2 separate regions of the Gossypium hirsutum genome follow, and region 1 is linked to region 2. A link is a contact called in public Hi-C data. All regions are on one chromosome and are shown on one strand. The core of a region is the stretch at or near the end of the contact, and the rest is flanking DNA. Distances in the headings are between cores, read along the strand shown. Region 1 holds the start of LOC107909636 (spermidine synthase 1). Region 2 has its middle 4.1 kb from the start of LOC107908253.

What was found. Hi-C and Micro-C count contacts between places; a contact is called where the count stands out from the background.
Region 1: a contact with region 2 is called in a Hi-C map of leaf, with 2.4 times the contacts expected there. The contact joins the promoter of LOC107909636 here to the enhancer-like site in region 2. A contact is called at or near these places in 10 of 34 Hi-C or Micro-C datasets (cotyledon, fibers, leaf and 2 more).

The regions. Positions count from the first base shown.
Region 1 is chrD02:61,455,118-61,459,340 of Gossypium_hirsutum_v2.1, forward strand. It overlaps LOC107909636 (spermidine synthase 1), which reads left to right and starts at 2,707. Exons shown (of 9, transcript XM_016837246.2): 1 at 2,707-3,161. The coding sequence starts at 2,957.
Region 2 is chrD02:61,410,935-61,414,999 of Gossypium_hirsutum_v2.1, forward strand. No RefSeq gene overlaps it. Among protein-coding and RNA genes, the nearest start is that of LOC107908253, 4.1 kb to the right of the region's middle. Within about 2 kb of position 2,212, at least 5 of the 9 cell types and tissues checked have an H3K27ac peak or open chromatin away from gene starts, as enhancers often do. A contact at or near this core is called in cotyledon and leaf, where this site is marked.

The DNA.
Region 1 (4,223 bases), core at 1,457-3,956, 45 kb after region 2:
TTTAATAGTTGAGCAAGGGCTATTTCCACTTCATCGTTATAAAAAGGGTTAAATATAAAATTAATACCTGAACTTGTCCACATCTCCCAAATTGGTTATTATGGTTTTTTTTTGTCCCAGATTGATACTCAAACGTTTTTTCCGTCAACTAAATCGGTACGCAAGTCTAACACTGTTAAGTTTAAAACACGAGGTAGAATAAGATTGTGACACGTGCTATAAATGACGTCATGTGATGTCATAATTGAAAAAAGAAACTTTATTTCCTTTTGATTTTTCTCCCCTCCCTCCAATTTTTTTTTACGTTCCTTTTTTCCCCTTTTTTATTCCTCTTCTTCTTTTTCCTTGAACCCAAGTTTCTTCTTCTTGTTTGGTAGTGACAGTGAACAATTTTTTTCCACCAATATTTTCCTTCCTTAACCTTAAGACCCTTCTCTTCCATTTATTTTTTCTATTTGTTTCTCGAGAAAAAAAACCTAGATTTTCAATTTTTTTTTTGCAGATACACTTAAAGAGATTGGAAGAAAGTTTTTTGCTACCTTTGGTAACTAATCGTGAATATTTCTTTTTATTTTGTTGAAGTTTTTGAGAATTTGTAAGAAAAACGGTGAACAAATTTCAAGAGATTTGAAACTACTGTTATCTTTTGATTCAGTTTTTCTTGTTTGATAGATACATTTGGAAGATAGAAGAGCTATTTTGGGGAGAAATTTCAACTAGTCAACATTTTCCTCTTGTTCTTTCATTTCCTCTGATTTGTTTTCTCAAACATTAATGCTCAATCTTCACCTCCCTTAGAAGAAACATGAAAGAGAAATAAAGAAGCTTTTGATTAAAAAATTGAAAGTTTTTCAAATTTGAGAAGTCTGACAAAGGATGGAGATGAAGTTGGAGAAGACAAAAATCATTGATTGACACTCTGATGCCATTTTCAGGCCGAAAAGGAGGCCAACCACCAACAACGACGGAGGTAGCAACTTGGGTTTGAGGGAGGAAGAAGAAAGAAGGGAAAAAAAGAAGGTCAAAAAAATTTGGGGGGGGAGAAAAGTCAAAAGAACAAAAAAGTTTTTTCTTTTAAATTTTTTTAAATTATGAGATCACTATGACATCATTTATGACTGAACGGCGTTAGACTTAGTACTGATTTAGTAGATGGAAAATAAGTTCGGGTACCAATCTAGGACAAAAAAATTATAAATACCAATATGGGAGAAGTGGATAAATTCAGGTACTAATTTTATATTTAACCCTTATAAATTTGAGCTTAATTTGTCTAAAAGTCAGTTGAGGGATAAATATACCTTCACTTGTATTTTTTGTTGCAACATAATCTTTAACAAAAATCGGATCGACATTAGAATGTGTGTTCTACTTTGTTTGATTTACTATTTCAACATATTCGTTATGTCAAATAATGTACTTTTCTAGTGTCAGGATCAGATTTGACCATATCTTTAATAAGCAAGTTAATAGTCTTCAAATATTAACATTGATGAAATTCAAATCAACATTCAAATGAAAATACAAACATTGGCCTTTTGAGATGTTTCCGAATCTTGTTGGAAAAAGTTGTTGAATCAAATGTTGTAACAAGTTTTTAACAAAGTTGTTTTGCAAGTTAAATAAGGGAGTAAAAAAAATTGAGAGACCAAAATTCTTGATATTGTTTAGATTAAATAATTTTATCTCTGCAGAGCCTTATTAAAAGAATTGAATCCTTTAAATATTTTTTCGATACAACAGTTGCTTTAATCCCAACGTACGCAATACTCACTAGATAATTGTAACCTTAATGTTGCCCAATAGTGTACACTCACTCTCTCTTAAATACCTCACTTACAAGTATAACCTCTCCAAAACTACTTGAAGTAACAAAGTATAATAAACTCAACAATGTATTCCCTAGAAATACAAATAAGCACTCCCTAAAAAACCACATAAAAACAATTATTTTCCTACCCATAAATAGACTCTAGTTGTCGTTTTACAACAAAAGTGATAATACCACGTTTCTTCATTTCTCTCATCTTTACTCTTAACCTTCGTAATCATGCAACTTCTTACAATGCATGACAAAGGAAGATGAAGGCTTGAAATAAATACAATAAATCCCCCGTGACCAAATAAAATAGTAAAGATGATAAGATTGAAGTCTACAATCCCATATATTCCATGGTATCCAACCCACATGCAAAGCATTTTATATTTTGAGAAGGCAACAAAAACAGACAAATAAATAAAAAAGAAGGGAAAATCTAACAAATATCGGCATCATCCACCAACAGTAGCTTTATTACGCCTAGATATTCCCCAACTTTTCACACTGACATAAAGCAAAATAATATTTGTTATTAAATAAAAATTTCATTGATAATCCCAACGAAACATGATTTCATCCCAATCCCAACCCTAATTGAGAACCTTATCATTTATTATCAGTAATAATACTGGTAATGATTTTGTTTATTTGATTCAATTTTACTAAATTGGAAAATTCTTTATTGTTCAGAATCCAACTCGGCATTATTAAAAACTAATGAATATTTTTGTAATAATTTAATAATTGAAGTAAAAAAGAGGAAGAAAATCTCAACTTCACAAGTCACAATCCCAGTCCACACACAAAAGACGCGTCGTTTGCAAGCAGATTCTTCGTAATCCATATATGACGATATAAATTGAAATTTTGATTTTTCTTCCTCAAATATTCTTTTTTCTGCTTTTTAATTTATATTATATTAATATTATTTGGCGAAGGCCTAAACAGCCCAGCCCTTGCAGCAACAGGCGTCTGGATGCTACTATAAAGCAAGACCAAAGACCGATATAGTGTGGCCTCTTTTTCTCTTTCAGTGACCTGTATCCAGCCAACCCGAGATTTTCTATTTTCCGATTCTTTTTAGGTCTTTTTCCCAATTTTTTTGTATTTCTAAAACAGAAACAAATAGGTGTCTCAATGGCAGAAGAGAGCGGTGCCCCTGTAAGTTGTGCTGATTTGCCCGTTAAAAGGCCCAGAGAAGACGAAGAAAACGGGGTCTCTTCTGCTGCTGCTGTTGTTGCCATGGAAATGGAAGCTGATACCAATAACACTTCCAAGGAAGTTGATGGGATTTCCTCTGTTATTCCTGGATGGTTCTCTGAGATTAGCCCAATGTGGCCTGGTTCGTTTTTCAACTCTCCTGATTCCCCATTATTTCTCCTAATCTTTTCTTTACGTTTCCTTTTGGAGAAAAGAATGTAAAGTGTTTTTTTTTTCTCTGCTTCGATTCCAAAGAGGGCTTTTTTCTTAAATCTGGTTTTTTTTTCCTTTCTGATTTTCGCCAAAGAGGGCTTTTTTCTTAAATCTGGTTTTTTTTCCTTTCTGATTTTCGATGTATGTTTTAATCTATGTATATTTTTTGTGGTTATTGATTTGTTTTAGATTATGGTGAGCAAGTTTCTGTGCTTTTTATTTGGCTTTCAACTGATTTGAATGAAAATATTTTATTTTATTTTATTGTGCTTATTTTGATTGTGTAAGATATTGGTTCCATCTAAGGGCGATACTTATTTCGATTGAATTCATGGGTTGGGTTCTTTTCAACTTCGTTCCCCCTTTTATTCGTCATTTCTGATGTGCGTTCTTATCTGATATTTTCTGTTTTTGGCTCTTCTTTAGGGGAAAAAAAGGGTTCTCAAATGGTCCCATCTCCCATATTGAGGATGTTATTATTTTGCACATCTCATGTAACTTGGTTGTCATTTCTGCTTGTGTAGTGGGTCTGTTTGTGATTCTTTATAGTGAAAAAGAAAAAGGAAAAAAAAACTTCATTTTTATATGTCTAACTACTAGTTAACTACATTTTCATTGAATGTTAAGCGTTTACGCTTCTTTGTGTACATTTGCTTGTTTATATGATTGACATCTCGAAGTGCATACTGCTTGCATGTTGTCACTTGTGTGTATTTTTCTTATTTGGGAGTGTGTACTATTAGTTTAATAGCGACGTCTGATCTATATTCATTCATAATTCAATATGTTAATCCATTGCTGCCCGTCTTGATTCTTGGATTTATGGGTTCTTTCTTAGTAGTTACTGTGAAAGTTGTGGAGTACGAGGCTGGTGTTACTTTTGCAAGTTAGGGTCTTTTTAGTGTGCACGGGGGGTTCCATGCAGTAGGCTTTGTAAGTTACTTGAAATTAAGAAAGATGCAAGGGAGGAAGTAGCATAATAATTCACTGA
Region 2 (4,065 bases), core at 962-3,461:
ATTTAAACACATTAATACATCAGATTAAGAATACTAGATGAATACCATGTTTAAAAATAATATACAATAAATAATGAAACGTATGGTTTGTAATTATTTAATAATAACACATGAAATATATATAAAATATTAAAATAAAAAATTAGAATAAACATGTACGAAAGGATATTTTTGTAATTTCACTAATCAAGTTGGTGCCCGATTAACTCGTGACACCAACTCAATCAATGACTTAAATAATAGTATAAGTATACAAATAATGGAGATAATAAAGTGTGCATAATAAAATTAAAATGTATATAAAAAAATCAAAATAGAGCTTTGGTTGAATGGTAAACTTAGTTTTATGTATGCAATTGGTGTGAGTTTAATCCCATAATATGCATTTTTATTGTATTTAAAAAAATAAAAAAACTAAAATACATTCGAATAATATAAATTATTTTAAATACAAAATAATATTTTTTTAATTGGATTAGTGCCACTTTAACTAGTGACATACTCAATCAGAAATTAAATAATAGTATAATTATTATATTTTTTTATGACACTCTAAAAAATGAAATAAATTTTTTTATTGGATATCTAAAAGGTAATATTTTAATATCAACCTAGCCTAAGTTACACTCTGTTATAATGATATGTGTAAATATGTTATTTGTGATATAAAGTTTAGAATTATAAATATTTGATAAAAAAAAGTATCACAAAATCATTTGTATTTTACGTGGATTGCTTTTTAGTTTTTCTATTAAGAAAAATAGTAAATTAGTTTTTGTATGTTAGATGAGTGAGGAAAATAATCTCTCTGTTAAAATTGTACATGAGATGTAATAACAAATTTAGCCATTAACATTTATATATTTATTTAATTTAACCCTTACTTTTTTATTAGAAATAAATTAGAAAATTTTAAAACTAATAAGGCTAAAGTGAAAAAAAAGCCCAGTAACAAATTTTAAAAATAAAAGAAAACTCTTTAAAATTTAAAAAATATTTAAAAAAGTCATTAAAATTTTAAAATTTCTATAATTTTTATTAAAAAATTTAAGTTGAAAACTAATAAAATACTCCAATTGAAGTTTCTGTGATTTTAACATCTACAATTGTTTTTATCTTCTTCAATATTTCTTCATTTTTATTTTGCACCACCAATTTTTCAGTGACCAATTTGATACATTCTATTCGAAATATGAGCTGCGTGGGCCCTGGCATCAACTCTCCATGGGAGAGCAGCACTTCGTTTCAAAAAATTGGCATTGCTGCACTGTAATGCATTCCGTTCGATAAGGTTGTCTGAATCAGATTGAACTGATCGGTTGAATTGATTGGATTGAAAATTGATTAAAGTATTGTTCTAGTGATGGGTTTTAAATAGGTTGACTCAGAATCTATAGGAACTCGGTAAAAATCGATTGAATTGAATTTTTAATAATTTTTATTTTTATAAAATTTTTAATAATTTATTTAATCGAATCGATGATCTAACCGATTCAATCACCGGTCTGATTCTGAAAATTTCTAGTTGAATGCACTTTTCCAGTTTTCCTTTTGGTTATGGATTCAATTTGCGTTTTCAAAGTTTTCTAATGATATGGATATTCAATTTAAAAGATATTAACTGACATGAAAATAGCTTTGTACTTGAAATAATATACGAAATAATTGAAAAATGCACAACAGGAAGATTTGGAATACTAATATATTGTTAAAAAAATGGAATTTAAAAATTGGTGAATATGTATAAATGTTAAGGGCTAAATTTGTTATTATATTTTATATATAAATATCAAAATAAACATTTAGGTGCAATTTTAAAAGAATGATTGTTTTGTTTACGTACAAGAATTAATTTACCTTTTTTTTTTAATAGAAGAACTAAAATACAATTTGTGATATAATATAGGGAGTTTTGTGGTACTTTTACAAAATTTTAAACATATTAATCTCTAATATCTATGACAGTACTGAATTGAAGACTTTGAGGCATTACCAAATAATGCTCGAGAGTTTTTTTGTTTGAAAAAATAAGTGAAAAAAAAAAACCTAAAATCTAAATGGCACAATTGCAATAAATTGAACCGACCATAGAAAAAGAATAATAGAGGAGAGGCAAGTGTAGAAAGGAAAGTAAAAAAGAAGGCAATCAAGCCATGTTGAGGGACCCCCTCTCAAATTTGCCGACCAAAAACGAATAAAGGACAGCAGTCAGTGGAGGAGTTGGTCGCTAAGCTTTGGTGGTAGGGGATAGATATATCATTTGACATTGTCAGAGTTGGTTGTCGTGGAAACTTACTACTTTCGAATAATAATTAAAAATAAAATCAGCATCATCATCAACAGTTGCATGGCAAATGGATCGTTTCTTGCGTGTGTTTCACCCGACTGCCAGACTCTAATTTCTTGGAAGCTCATCATTTTAATTTGATGATGGACTTACAAAGTGTGAAAACCCCCATGCCAAATTACGCCGCCCACGTAAACTCATCCATCCATCTATCCATCACCTTCCTTCTTTTTGGGATTTTGACCAAACACCATCGGTTCTTTTCACAATCTGTATAAGTGGAATATTATTATTGTTATTAGGTACACAACCTAATTGGGGGTTTTTATCTTGATTATTCAAAAAAATATCTTTTTAATCGAGTTATTGTTGTAAAAAAATATAATTTTAATTATTTAAACGTTAGATCTTTAAACTAAAGCTTTTTTTAAAATAATTAAAATAAAAAAATCTAAAAAATTAAGTGACTAAGAAAGTAGTTATTACGGTGGACTCAATTCAACTTTCGTCTTGCTTGCTTACCACACCTCAAATGTTCGTTTTCTAGAGCTATCCGGCTACGTGTAGAACAATATACTTTACAAAATAATAAAAAAGAGCAATAAGCTGTAGACGTTGATATTTGCTACCTTATATTATATGTACAAATATCTATGCAGTGTCACCCATGCCCATGCTCTACCAAAATCAATATAGAATGGTTTTCTCCTCTCAAACAAATATTGCACATTTAATATTTTAAAAATAAAATAAAGGGAAAAAAAATGGAGAATGCGTTAGGAAGTTGAATTGTCAGATTAGACGTTGGTCCGATTCAAGTTGCCGAAATGAGATCTCAACCTCGATCTGCCATGGTTGGTATCTGTATCTATCTATCTATTTATATAGAAAAATCAGATCATCAAATTAAACTTTAATTAAAATCATTCTATTTTATGGTTCATCATAAAATTCACAATTCTTTTTAATTTCTTCCTATGAACTATTTTATTTCTCTCTCTTAAATTGAAAACCAAAATTCTACCAAATTTAAAACTAGAAAATTAATTGAAATTTCCATAGAAATTAACACGAGTAATTTTTTTTCATGTGTAATGATTTTTTGGCCCTCTAACTTTATAAAAAAAAAAATTTTAGCCTTCCATTTAATTTTCGTCTCTTGTGGTATTTGAATTTACATTTTTGTCAAATTACCCCAAATTGATAGAAAATTTATCGCTTGTTGACTTTACTGATATGACATACACGTGGATTGTTATGTAGATGAAACATTTAATTAATTTTTTAAATATTAAAAATATTAAAATATTAATAATTTAATGATTTTTAGTTTTTAAAAATAGTTTATATATTTTAATTTTTAAAATTAAAAAAACTAATTAAACAAATCATCCACGTGACAGTCCACATATATTCAATGTCAGCAAAGTTAAAAAATATTAACTTCTCATTTATTTTGAGGTGATTTAGAAAAAGAAAATATCGGGTCGCGTTGAGAATTTTTTTATTAGTCAAATCTCTTTCTACAAAAAATTCAAAAAAATTAAAAATAAAAGAAAACAAAAAATTTAACTAAATAACTAAAATAATTTAAAAATTAAAAAACGAAAAGTGTTTATGCTTTCAAATAAAGAAAGAATGGTTCCATTCTGATAAACTCGAAATATTCTCTTCCCGTTATCCTATATATATTTTTGGACGAATATTGTAAATTATTCCTAAAACATTAGCTTTCGCAATGAAGCATCCCGAGGCTGCCTATTTTGTTCCTGTTCTCC